Regions from separate parts of the Oryzias latipes genome. Here region 1 is linked to region 2. The links are chromatin contacts, called in public Hi-C maps. All regions are on one chromosome and are shown on one strand. Each heading gives the region's core, a stretch centred on a gene start, on an enhancer-like site or on the middle of the called end of the contact. The rest is flanking DNA. Distances are from core to core; before and after follow the strand shown. Region 1 holds the start of glipr2 (Golgi-associated plant pathogenesis-related protein 1). Region 2 holds the start of mindy3 (ubiquitin carboxyl-terminal hydrolase MINDY-3).

Region 1 (5,765 bases), core at 14-2,513, 220 kb after region 2:
ACTTAAAACGACCAAATACACGAGACCCCCATGATGTTAAACCACTTGGTACAGTCCACTTCCTTAAAGTTGCTCCACCTTTATTCACCTCTTCTGGCCTAATCAGGTAGGTAGGTACCTTTAGACTTAACATAAACAGAGCAAAATAGTGCAACATGTCAATCCAATGCAATGTATTTGACTGTGTCACTATGGATAAAGTGTAGTGTTAAAATTGAATGTAATAATTTAGACTTGTAACTGATTTTAAATAAATGCACTGTCAAGAAAGAGGAACTTTTAAACAGATACTTGAACTGGCATGTTGGATAAGGGGAAACTGAATACATCCAAAACATTTTATGTTTAAAAAAAAAAAAAATCAAGAAAAGTTTTATTTTCTTGGAATAAAAGAAAAACTGAGCTGATTTTAAAATCTGAGCTGTTGGGGCCTTAATTTTTGCCCTAAACCTTTATTTGCTTTATTTATTGTTGTTTTACTCTAAATCATTGTGACTCCATGGCTAAGAGCTTTTCCTGATCTTGATTTATTTAAATATACCAAAGTGTGCTCACACTTGCTACTTAGCCAAAGATTCATCAATCACATCAACAAATAAAGCAGTTTGATCGAAACCTTTAGTTCTGAAATCCAGAAAGGCAGAAAAGTCCAATCTAATTTAGAGGTTGTAGGTCTAGCCATTGATTCTTTAAACAGGCACAATGAAAAAAAGTAGAAAACATTTTTACTTCTAAGCTATGAGATTTGAAGTGATATATGAGGCAATTTGCACTGAGATGTAGCTGGAAAACCGTTTCTGCCTTCGTTAAGTGTCATTTAATTCTTGCCAAATGATAAATGTAACACCCTGAAGTTCAATTTATTTGCAGGGGTTACTTCAATTAAATAAAACAATTGTAAAAAACTTTCTCTGCAGCATGAGGAATCGCCTGTCTTCACACTTCCTACACGTCAGCCGCAATAGTAGAATTGCTCAATCACTTCACCAATGATAGAAGCTAAGAAATGTCTATTTGAGTGTGAAGTTTAAGATTTATCTTAATGTTAAAGCAGATTTGATCTTACTGAGGCAGAAATATCCCAGCAGTGTTTGTAAAGACTACTTTGTTCACATGGCTGCATCATTATGAGGCCCGGGACTTACCATGTGGTCTCCACTACAGCTGCCTTCTCTATGGCAACCAAGTTAAATTCCCAGAGCCATGTATGGGCATGTGTCCCACAGAGATGATGTCAGCATTGAGTGAAGGGCTCCCCTTTCATATTCTGGAGCAGAAAGGCTGTGGGTGTGTGTCCCTTTGGGCAGAGAACAGTCAGAGCAGATTTTTTTTTATTTTTTCAGGGAGGTGAAACAGAACATAAGGAAGTAGCCGGTTGCTCAATGATTATTGCTAAACAATGAGCCAAAGGGAAACTTTGTGAGATTTCTGTTCAAAGATGAGTCCTGAAGGGTTTGGGTACTTATTCAAAGACTCTTTCAGAGTGTCTGTGTTAGCGGCAGAAGAGAAGAAGTGGAACTAAAAAACGGTAAGACTGAGAAGAAGCAAGACCAGGGAGGAGCTGTTTTCTAACCTAAACCTTATTGAGGACTGACTGAACAAAATGGGAAAATCTGGTAAGAAAAGTATTATTTTTATTACCAATTTTTGGAAAGTGACCACTTTTAAATCATGAAAATATCATTAGTTATTTTCTAGCACTTATGATCTATATTTAAACTAAGTAACATTTAGGTCTTGTTTTATTTTAAATGATTGCTATTTTTGTGGCACTTCTTGTGAACTGGCACTTCTCTTGACTCCTCATGAATGTGCCTATTGTAGTGAGTACTCCAGGGACTGTAGAACTTCTGAAAAGACCATTGAGTGATAGGCACCAAGCATCTGAGACTGCTTGGTCTGCCCCATCATGATCCGTCACCGAGTTGTGACTCACAGTCTGAGATCAGTTAGTCTGGAGGTTTCAGCTCTGCAGTCGTGTGACAGGCCTTCGTGTTGCATCATCACCATCATACCTTTTTCTGTCAGCTGGCCTCTGAGTCTTCCTGTCTCTCATGTTCTCTGTCTCTCAGCCTCAAAGCAATTTTCGGAGGAGCTGCTGCGATGCCATAATGAGTACAGGAAGAAGCACCAGGCTCCTGAACTGAAGCTGAGCAGCAAGCTGAGCACGGAAGCTGCCCGGTGGGTTTTTTTTCTTCTTTTTTTTGCACTCAGATCAAATTAGGAGCTTAATTAGCAAGGACCATGTGCAGTTCATCAGTCATTGTCAGATAGCTGAGGATGACAGGTCCAGGTCCAGCTGTCATGTGCTGTAACCACTAACTGTGACTAGGATTTGAGTGATGGAGGATTATTGATGACTGAATGCAGCTACATGGATATTTTACCTCACTCAGATCTGGTGTAACTTCATCTCTATCTGATTTATTTAAACCTTTCTGGCCAAAAAAAACACAGAGAAATTATAGAATGGGGAATTATTAGTATTATTCTCCAGTTTCATGCAAATCATATTTCCCAAGGCACTCCAAGAGTCACTTTCAGGAGAGCCCTGCAGAGAAACTATAGGACCAATCTGCTTCTTCATTTTCTAATGAGCTCTACAGGGAGAGGTACAAGGTTTCCTCTCTCTGTGTAATCAATACAATCATTAATTTGTCTTTCTGTCAGCTAAACATAATTGAGCCACTACTGCACAAACGCAAAACAGCAGGGAGGAACCAGGATAACTGCAGGCTTTGCCAAATGGCTATGCAGGAAACCAAAGGAAACAAAAACGTTGAGTGTTCTTTAAGGAATGAAAAAAAAGTAGCTTACAGCAGTATAATGTTTTAGGTTTAATTTTATGTATGTATATATTTGTACTTTATTGTGCAGTTTCTGGTAAAAATCCCTTCTATGCAAAATTCATCAAGGAAGTAGTTTTTCAACATTAAAGCAGCTGAAAATAAAGCACAATCTATGAAAAAAAAACATCTGCTTTGAAATGAGCAAACAGATTAAAGCAGACAGCCTCTTGTGTTGGACAGATTTTTACTAATAAGAAGACGTATTTAGCTTTCAACACACGAAGAGGAGTAAATTTGTATGAACCCCCTTTGCATTTAAAGCAAAACTTTGTTTTTGATATATTTGTGTACAATTTTTTTTGGGACTTGACGGAGAATAAAAGAGAGGGGGAGAATGTAAAATTTAAGAGATGGTTACATTTCTGTTGATTGCAGTTACACTGAAGAGCCACTGTGAAATCACAGACTTTTTTGGTCTTGTCTTTTCAGCTATGCAGAAAGTTTGGCCAGTATACGGATCCTAAAACACAGTGAGGCCTCGGCTAGAGGAAGCTGTGGAGAAAACCTTGCATGGGCCTCCTATGACCAAACGGGTAAGTAACCTTTTAATCACCTGTCTCAAGAAGTGACATCAAATAAATGTATCTATCATAAAAAGCTTTTATTTGACCTTTGAACAAAACTTGACACACTATTAATCTGAACTCCGGGATGCAGAAAACTCAAATGAAATTCTATTAAACACACTTCTGTAGCGATTGTATATGTCAGGAATAAAATGAAACACGTTTTTTTCTAGGTTTGCTTCAGTATATCTGAATTCTGACTGTTAATCTCAGAATTGTGACTGTTTTTCTCAGGATTCTCATTTTAATCTCACAATTCTGACTGTTTTTCATGAACTTTTGACTTTACTCTTCAGAAATAGGATTTTTTTCTTCTCAGAATTTCTACTTTTATGTCAGATTTTTTTACTGTTATTCTCAATTTTTTTTACAGTTTTTCCTCATAATACTGACACTTATCTGAGAATTCAAATGTTCTTTCAAAAATGTGAATTTATCTCACAATCTGGATTTGTATCCCCAGAATTTTGACTTTTTTTTTTTTTCCTTTAAAATTTTGACTTTTGTCTCTTAATTCCTACTTTCATCTCAGTATTCTGACTAGTTTTAGGGATTTTGACTTTAATCCCAGAATTTTGGCTTTATTATATTAGGGACTAATTCTTTTCTTCCATTAAATTAAAGTTGGAATTCTTGAAAGAAAAAGAAATTCTGTTCCTCAATGCCCTCCTTGTTTCAAAATTGCTCTGATCTTTTTCCTTGGACTCTTTAAGAGTTTATACTCACTTAGGTTTTTATTTTTTTTACTGTGTTTGTCACATGGTTTTTCTTTTCTTTTCTTTTCTTTTTTGCCTTGCAGGTACTTGTTTTTGCACAGCCCTTTCAATTCCTGTTGCAACAGGAATTAAATTAAATTAGTCTGAGATCCAGAGCTCAGCTTGAATCCTGTAGTACTTTCTATGTACAGAGGATGATTGTGTGATTGGATGACATACTTCAAGCAGAGCTTTAGTTGTCTGGTCCTGTCCTGACATGAAACCCTGTTGGAATTTAGTATGTGCAGAAGTTAATGGTTAACACATTTGCTTAAGGCGCCCAATTATTGTCCACATTCTTATCCATCAACATTACACCATTATAGTTGTTGGAGTAGTGTCTTTATCCCAACATGTGTTGCTCTGTCTATGAGCGTTGCATGATCTGATTTTGGGTTAAACTGTAGCATCCACTCCAAGAAAATTGGCTGATCTTACACTTCATTCATAAACCTTTTATACCTTGTTTGGAAGTAGTCTGAAGGTTTTTTTTTTTCTTCTTCCTCTCTTTCATTCGTAATGTTTTACTTTTTGTGTTTGTGTCTGAGGACTAAAAAAACTCAGCAGATTTTGATGAGTGAAGGTTACCGTCTCTTTGCTTACAGGAAAAAATCCTGTGTTTGCGACATAAAGACTTCAGATTTTAAATCAGAGTTGTACAACAAAATGCACAAAGGCCAGCAGCTGCAGCTGAACAGCTGGGATCATTTTCGCCTCCATTTCAGCTCCAATGACTCACTGCACAAATATCTCAGTACAGGCCAGTGTGATTCAAAAAGGCTGAGATTTAGTGGGTGACAGAAATGCAAACAGCACTTGTCCTAGAGAGGGATTTGTGACTCACATGTGCTGTCTCCATATACTACTGTCTTTTAAATGCATGACGTGAATGTTTGTACCTTTTTTTAAAGTATACGTGAATTCTTTTTTTTTTACTCTCATACAGGTAAAGACGTGACAGATCGCTGGTATGAAGAAGTGAAGCAGTACAACTTCAGCCGTCCAGGATTTACCACTGGCACTGGTGAGATTCCCACATCTTCCTATTTTTTCCCGGTTGGTTAGACGCTTGCATCTCTGTCTTCTTGTTGACAGTCGTTTTCACAGAATGTCACACAGGCCCAGGCATGAGGCAGGTTGTTGTTATGCTTGTGCTGAAGCCTGTGACCGCTTGTCTCGGTGGCCAGCCAAGGGGAAACTCGAGGGACTTCACAGTCCTGTTTGTCTCTCTTAAAACGCACACGCCATATCATGTCTGCTCTAATTCCCCCAGATGGTTTCCCATAGCTTCAGTGTGCATGACTCCAAATGACTGACTCACACTCGAAGGTTGCTAGGAGGTTATCACAGTCGTTTGGTGCAATTTGGTAGAAAATGAGAGGGATAGACTGTAAATAGTGATTTATTATTTCACTTTTCTTTTCATTTATAGGGCATTTCACAGCAATGGTGTGGAAGAACACCAAAAAGCTGGGTGTGGGCAAAGCCGTGGCATCAGATGGTTCTTCCTTTGTGGTGGCCAGATATTTCCCAGCAGGAAACATCACCAACCAGGGACACTTTGAGAATAATGTTCTCCCAGCTAAAGCCAGCTC
Region 2 (5,748 bases), core at 254-2,753:
TCACTCAACGTAGAACACAGGGCTGTTTTCTGTTCTTCCTCTAAACAGATAGAGACAATGTTGATTAATTGAAATGAAAACGTAACAAAACTACATAAGTAACACCAAAATTTGTAGCTTGAATGTTTTTTTCCCCCACTAATAATCTACCTGGTAGTTGTCTCCAGTTGGAGCTTTCTCTGTTAAAAAGTATATTCTTCAAAAGAAAAGCCTGTATAAAAAAAAAAAAAAAAACCCTCTCAGACTGTGTAAGGACAGACTCAATGGCAAGTTCCAAAAAAACTTTTATATCTTGATTTGATAAAGCAACAAGACAGTACCTGGACAGGTGCAATTACAGCACATGGTCCTCCTTCAAACTGCTCCAGCGCTGTGGGTTCATACTCGCTAAAAACAAACCCTGTTTAACGGGAGAGAAAATAAGGTACAAAAGAAAACTTACTTTGATATTTTCTGAGTTTGTAAGAAGCACTCACACCTCCACTTCAAGAAGGGCCCACATTAAATTTGAGTTTCAGAGGGATTTCAACAAAACATCCAAACATAAGCAGGAAACGGTAATGATTTTCAGTAATATTGAGAAATTCCTCCATCAGCTAGAAACCAGGAGGGAAAATGTCAAAGCATTGATGATTCCATTTATCAAATAAACATTATTGTTCATTTTAGGACATTCAAATACATGATCATACCTTGGGTCCATCTTCGAAAGATTGAGGCTGACACACCTCCATCAGAAGTCCTCCCCCAGACCAAGTCCACCACCTCTTTATTCAGCTCTGACATGTTTTATTTCGGTTCTTCTTATAATCCACTTTTTTTAAAGGCTGTGCCTGTGACATCTGCCACAAGCCACTCCTGAGACTAAACTGGCACCAAACGCACGAGTAGGGATGACATCAACTTTGCCAAATCAACCTATAGCTAAAAAGGTGAAAAACACAAATTACTATTGGTTTATCACCCGGAAGCAGTTTAAAGATTAAGTCAGACCTCAAATGTCAAAGTGCAGTGGAACTGTTGACGGCTGATAACGTAATAATATTTTTCTGCAATGAATGTTTGAAACTAGCTTCATCAACTGCTAACAGCTAAGAAGAGCTGCATGCAACCACCAAACGGTAAACCATACATTTGAAGACACAAAATAATTGATTATAAAAATTAAGAGCACCCTGGTTTGCTATAATTTAAAATAATTCGCGACTTAACAATAATAATTAAAAATGTAAAGCTGTTTTGGCAATAACCCAGCCTAGCATTAGCAGCAACGCTACCAGCAGCTAACCGTTGCTTTGTGTCATTCACTTCCCATTAATCAGTAGCGACTACAAATAAACAGTTAAGTCCAGATGTAGAATTTTCGGTCACCTCGGTAAAAAGTCGAGCTGTCAGAATTTCTCTGTGAATATATTTTTGTTGAAATTACCACCGAATGCCACTTTTCCGTCATTCGTATATTTACTGACAGCAAACTGTGGGGGGGAAACGTACGTACGTAAATCTGTACGTAACTCCCGATTGGTTGACATCATGAGGGCCAAGTTGTTAGCTCATTGGTCAAATGATATGTCAATAAAGTCGAACACCTGCCCACATTTACGTAACAGAGAGAAAGATAATTCTGAAAATTAGTGATAATTTAATTTTTTTCAAAGAATGAATAAATAAGGAAAGACTCAAGATAGAGTAGTACTACTGAAAAAGACTCATAATAAAATGGTGACTTAAGCAAAGTCGTGACGGCACTAAAATGTCCACTACCAGCCTCCGTAGTGGTTAATTTGTCAACATTGCCGCATGCGCACTTCAAGCATTTGCCTAGTGTGTTAACACGCTTTTGCTCTGTTCTCACGTTGGGGGAAAATTCGGATTTACAATCACATTGCAAATCTATAAAACCGATTATCCTTAGACATGGGAGGTCAGGCAAAGAGCAGTAAGAAGAACAACAAACCGAAGAGGAAAAACCATCGAACTAAAAAGGGTAATATGTACAGGACAAAGTAGTCATTTCGTTACAAGTGGACTGGATGGTACCTAACATAAGAAAATAACCTAATATATTACCTGCTTTGACTATTATGGGATTCTAGTTAGACAAAACTAACACTAAGCCTGTCACTACAGCAGATGCTGGAGGATTTGTTGATTTGTCACCTCAAGAAAGGATGAAGCTAAGAATGCACGAGAAAGCTAAGAAGAAGACATCCCAGAAATATTCAGTGGAGCAACTACTTGAGAAGGTCATGTTGTGAGCATGTTCGGGTTTGTTTATTTAAATATTACTTTACTACGGGGAATAATTTGGTCTTAACTGCATTTGTACAGACTGAAGAATACATGGACAGCTTTGACTTTGAGATGGCTGGCCTCTTCTGTCAGCGAGCCTTGGATGTGGACCCCAACAACCTGCAAGCACTTGACATGCAGGGACACATCTGCTCTGAGTTGGGAGACACACAGAAAGCCAAAGGAATATCCTATCATTTTTTATGTTGTTTTTCTTATAAATAATATTGCATTTATGTATTAATCCTAAGTCACAGAGACACAGCTCTTATATTTCTCTTTATTTTCGATATAATTCTTCTCCTTGACTAGTTTCCTCTAAGTTTTCCTTCGTGCAGTGGAGCTGAGTCCAGATGAAGGCCACAGTAAATACATGTACCTTGGACAAATCCACACCGGATTGGAGGCTGTAGGTTACTACACTAAAGGGATACAAGTACTACTGTCAACATTGGAGAAACAAGAAACAGTAAGTGAAAAGATGTTGAAAAAAAAAACAACTCAGTGAATCATGAAACAAAAAGTAAAACATTATTTTAAAATTGTGTGGTATTTTAGGCATTATTACGACCACAAGAGGGTGCTGTTTGACAATACATATTTTCTGTTCATTGTTTAAGCTCGAAAGGCCTGCCTTTTTCACTCAAAGTTCTACTGACAACAGGGTCTGTATGTTAGTCAATACACTATGAAGTGATACTAAATATGTTTGTATTACAAAAATAAAAATAAACAATTTATTCAACACCTTATCCATCCACCGTCCATCATCATTTTTGTTTATTATATTGATATTAATATTAGTTATTTAATCATATAAATGATTCTACAGTAGGTTATAAAAGAAACAGTTGATTTTTCAGTATTGAGTTGGGAGTTTATTTGTTAAACTGCTCATAACTTCTGTCCTTTCCTTTTCTCACAGGCTCAAGCTGGAGCTGCTGCAGCTGCAACAGTTGAAGATAAGGAACCGCCATCTGAAAAGGATGTCAGTGTGGCGTACTGCTCTATTGCGGAGATTTATTTAACAGATCTCTGGTACGAGCATATCCAGAAATGCTCTTGTAAAACTGACAGCCTTCCCACAGATGTAGCCGTGGATTATTTTTTTTTCTGTATCTGTTTTACAGCATGGAAGAGGGTGCTGCAGACAAGTGCCGGGAGTCTATTGAGATGGCATTAAAGTATCAGCACGACAATCCCGAGGCTCTACAGCTTATGGCCAGTTACCTGTTTAGTACAGAGAGAAACCAGGTCAGTCTGCACACACAACACACACACACACACACACACACACACACACACACACACACACACACACACACACTTCAGATGACTTATCACCACATTAAAGCAGGAATCTGCTGAGTTAATTATTCTGAGCAGATTGAAGTGTATGCCATTAATCAGTAAATGGACACTTACATTAACACTTATACACACACTCACACACAAGGATGGGTCATGCTCATAGAAATGGTAATTACTGGGCACATCGTTGAGGTCACACAGTCATCTGATGAAGAGGAAGAGATGATCCACATGTTTGACTCAGTTTATAAAAATCTGAAGATAATTTGCTGCATGGCATCGGGGATTCTGACCCCCCCCCCCCCCCAAAAAAAGTACAAAATAATAATTTGAAATGAATTTTAATGGGGAGTAGAATTGATTATTTTTAATTGGAAGGTAAAAATGAAAGTTACAATTCATGTATATGCATACAAAAATGTATATATAGTGATGTTTATGCAACTAACAAATGGAAGAAGCCACACTTGTACTATGTTTTCTTTAGCTTTAAACACAGTTCAAATGTAACAACGTGCATGTGATACCAAGTTATTTGCTTTAGTCATCAATATTGAATACAACAAACATTTAATAATTATATTCAAACATGTATATCTGCAAAAACAGTAAAAAGCATCTCTTACCTTAATGAACTGTTTGACATTTGCACCACTTGCTTTGGCCTAAGTTTTTAAATAAATATGGGATTTCTTTCGTAATTTTATAGTTCAATCATAATGTTTATGATTACTACAAAATAAGAATTCATAGCCTAGCTGCTACATTGAGAAACCTACAATTTTTACAATTGTTCCTCTTAAAGTTGCAATAAATAATATTGTGTGCATTTAGAGTGCCAAAATGTAAAGTCATCAACTTTGTATTCACTAATGAGAAAGAAAGAACTCTTCTCTTTGTGCCACAATACGCTTAATTTATCCCGCAGTACTACCTATAAACTCTAGGGGTCAGACTGGATCTAGCTTTCTAGTTTTCTAACAAATATAAATGCTTAAAATATATATATATATATATATATATATATATATATATATATATATATATATATATATATATATATATATATATATATATATATATATATATATATATATATTTTAGTAATAAGGATATATATTAAAGCAGAATTTACATGAATACATAGGTCAAATAATTCTATGGAGACTCCGATAGCCTGAAGAGGAAAGTTTCATGAGATTGCTTCTGAGCAGTGTATAATCTTTTAATTGCTGCTTTAAGCACATACACACAGACAGATGCTTTTGCTTGGAAAAGTTCATGCTTTTACACGTATGATTTTCTTTTCTGCTTAGGAGGGCAAAGAGTACCTGTTGAAAAGCGTTGGAACTTGGCTCCCAGCACAAAAGCAGAGCACATCCTCCTCCAGCACAGAGGAAGACGTGCAGGTGAGCTGCAGCGTTCCTTTTGCATTCAACACCAAAGGATCTTAGTTTTTTGTGTTATGAAACTCGAAGGGTAGTCGGCGTGTTTTCCTGTGCAAACTGATGGGATGCGAAAAGAGTCATGAAATAGAGGGGTAGTCAAAATAGAGGTTAACACATTTTTATTGATGTTTGATCTTACAAATGAAAGAAAAGTAAACTTATAAGACGGTTTGCATAGTAGTTGATAGAAAAACATTCAGAAAAGATTTCAGGTATGAACCTTTTCTTTGCCAGTTGGTTGATCTGAACACAGCACATCAACAGAGCTCCAAAGATATACATGGTAGCTTGGAATTAGAAGGTTTCCAGTAAAATCTTGTCTCGTCTTTTTGTGTCTTCAGAAAGACATCCCTCCATACGAGTCCCGCATCACCACAGCCAAACTACTCATGGAGTGTGAGGAGTACGAGGTAAAAGCGTATGTGACTGGCGGCAGGGGGGCCAGCACAGCTTTTGTGTGAATATGTGTTTTTTGTGTGTTTGTGTTCTTTTCTTTCTGCTGAATAGCGCTGAAGATGGGAAGGCTATGGCTGGTGTTTTTGCCCTCCAGAGCTTAGTGTCAATAATTGAAGAGTGGTATTTGGAAAAAGGGACCAGAGAAGGGCAGGGGGGGGGGGGTTCGTGCGCAGCCAAAGAGGGATGGGCAAAAGATGTGGAGGATAAAAAAAAAAAATCAGTAATGTTCCACTTTGATGAA

The links. Hi-C and Micro-C count contacts between places; a contact is called where the count stands out from the background.
Region 1: a contact with region 2 is called in a Hi-C map of embryo, with 4 times the contacts expected there. The contact joins the promoter of glipr2 here to the promoter of mindy3 in region 2. A contact is called at or near these places in 5 of 5 Hi-C or Micro-C datasets (embryo, fibroblasts and gastrula embryo).

Annotation. Positions count from the first base shown.
Region 1 is chr16:17,137,329-17,143,093 of ASM223467v1, forward strand. glipr2 (Golgi-associated plant pathogenesis-related protein 1) reads left to right here and starts at 1,264. Exons shown (of 5, transcript XM_004077858.4): 1 at 1,264-1,616; 2 at 2,073-2,181; 3 at 3,279-3,382; 4 at 5,117-5,194; 5 at 5,603-5,765. The coding sequence starts at 1,604.
Region 2 is chr16:16,912,505-16,918,252 of ASM223467v1, forward strand. It overlaps mindy3 (ubiquitin carboxyl-terminal hydrolase MINDY-3), which reads right to left and starts at 1,504. Exons shown (of 16, transcript XM_004077853.4): 1 at 1,372-1,504; 2 at 693-924; 3 at 321-400; 4 at 151-211; 5 at 1-40. The coding sequence starts at 786. It overlaps LOC101165000 (probable assembly chaperone of rpl4), which reads left to right and starts at 1,802. Exons shown (of 11, transcript XM_023964244.1): 1 at 1,802-1,987; 2 at 2,134-2,246; 3 at 2,332-2,478; 4 at 2,615-2,761; 5 at 3,218-3,330; 6 at 3,423-3,546; 7 at 4,920-5,012; 8 at 5,393-5,461. The coding sequence starts at 1,918.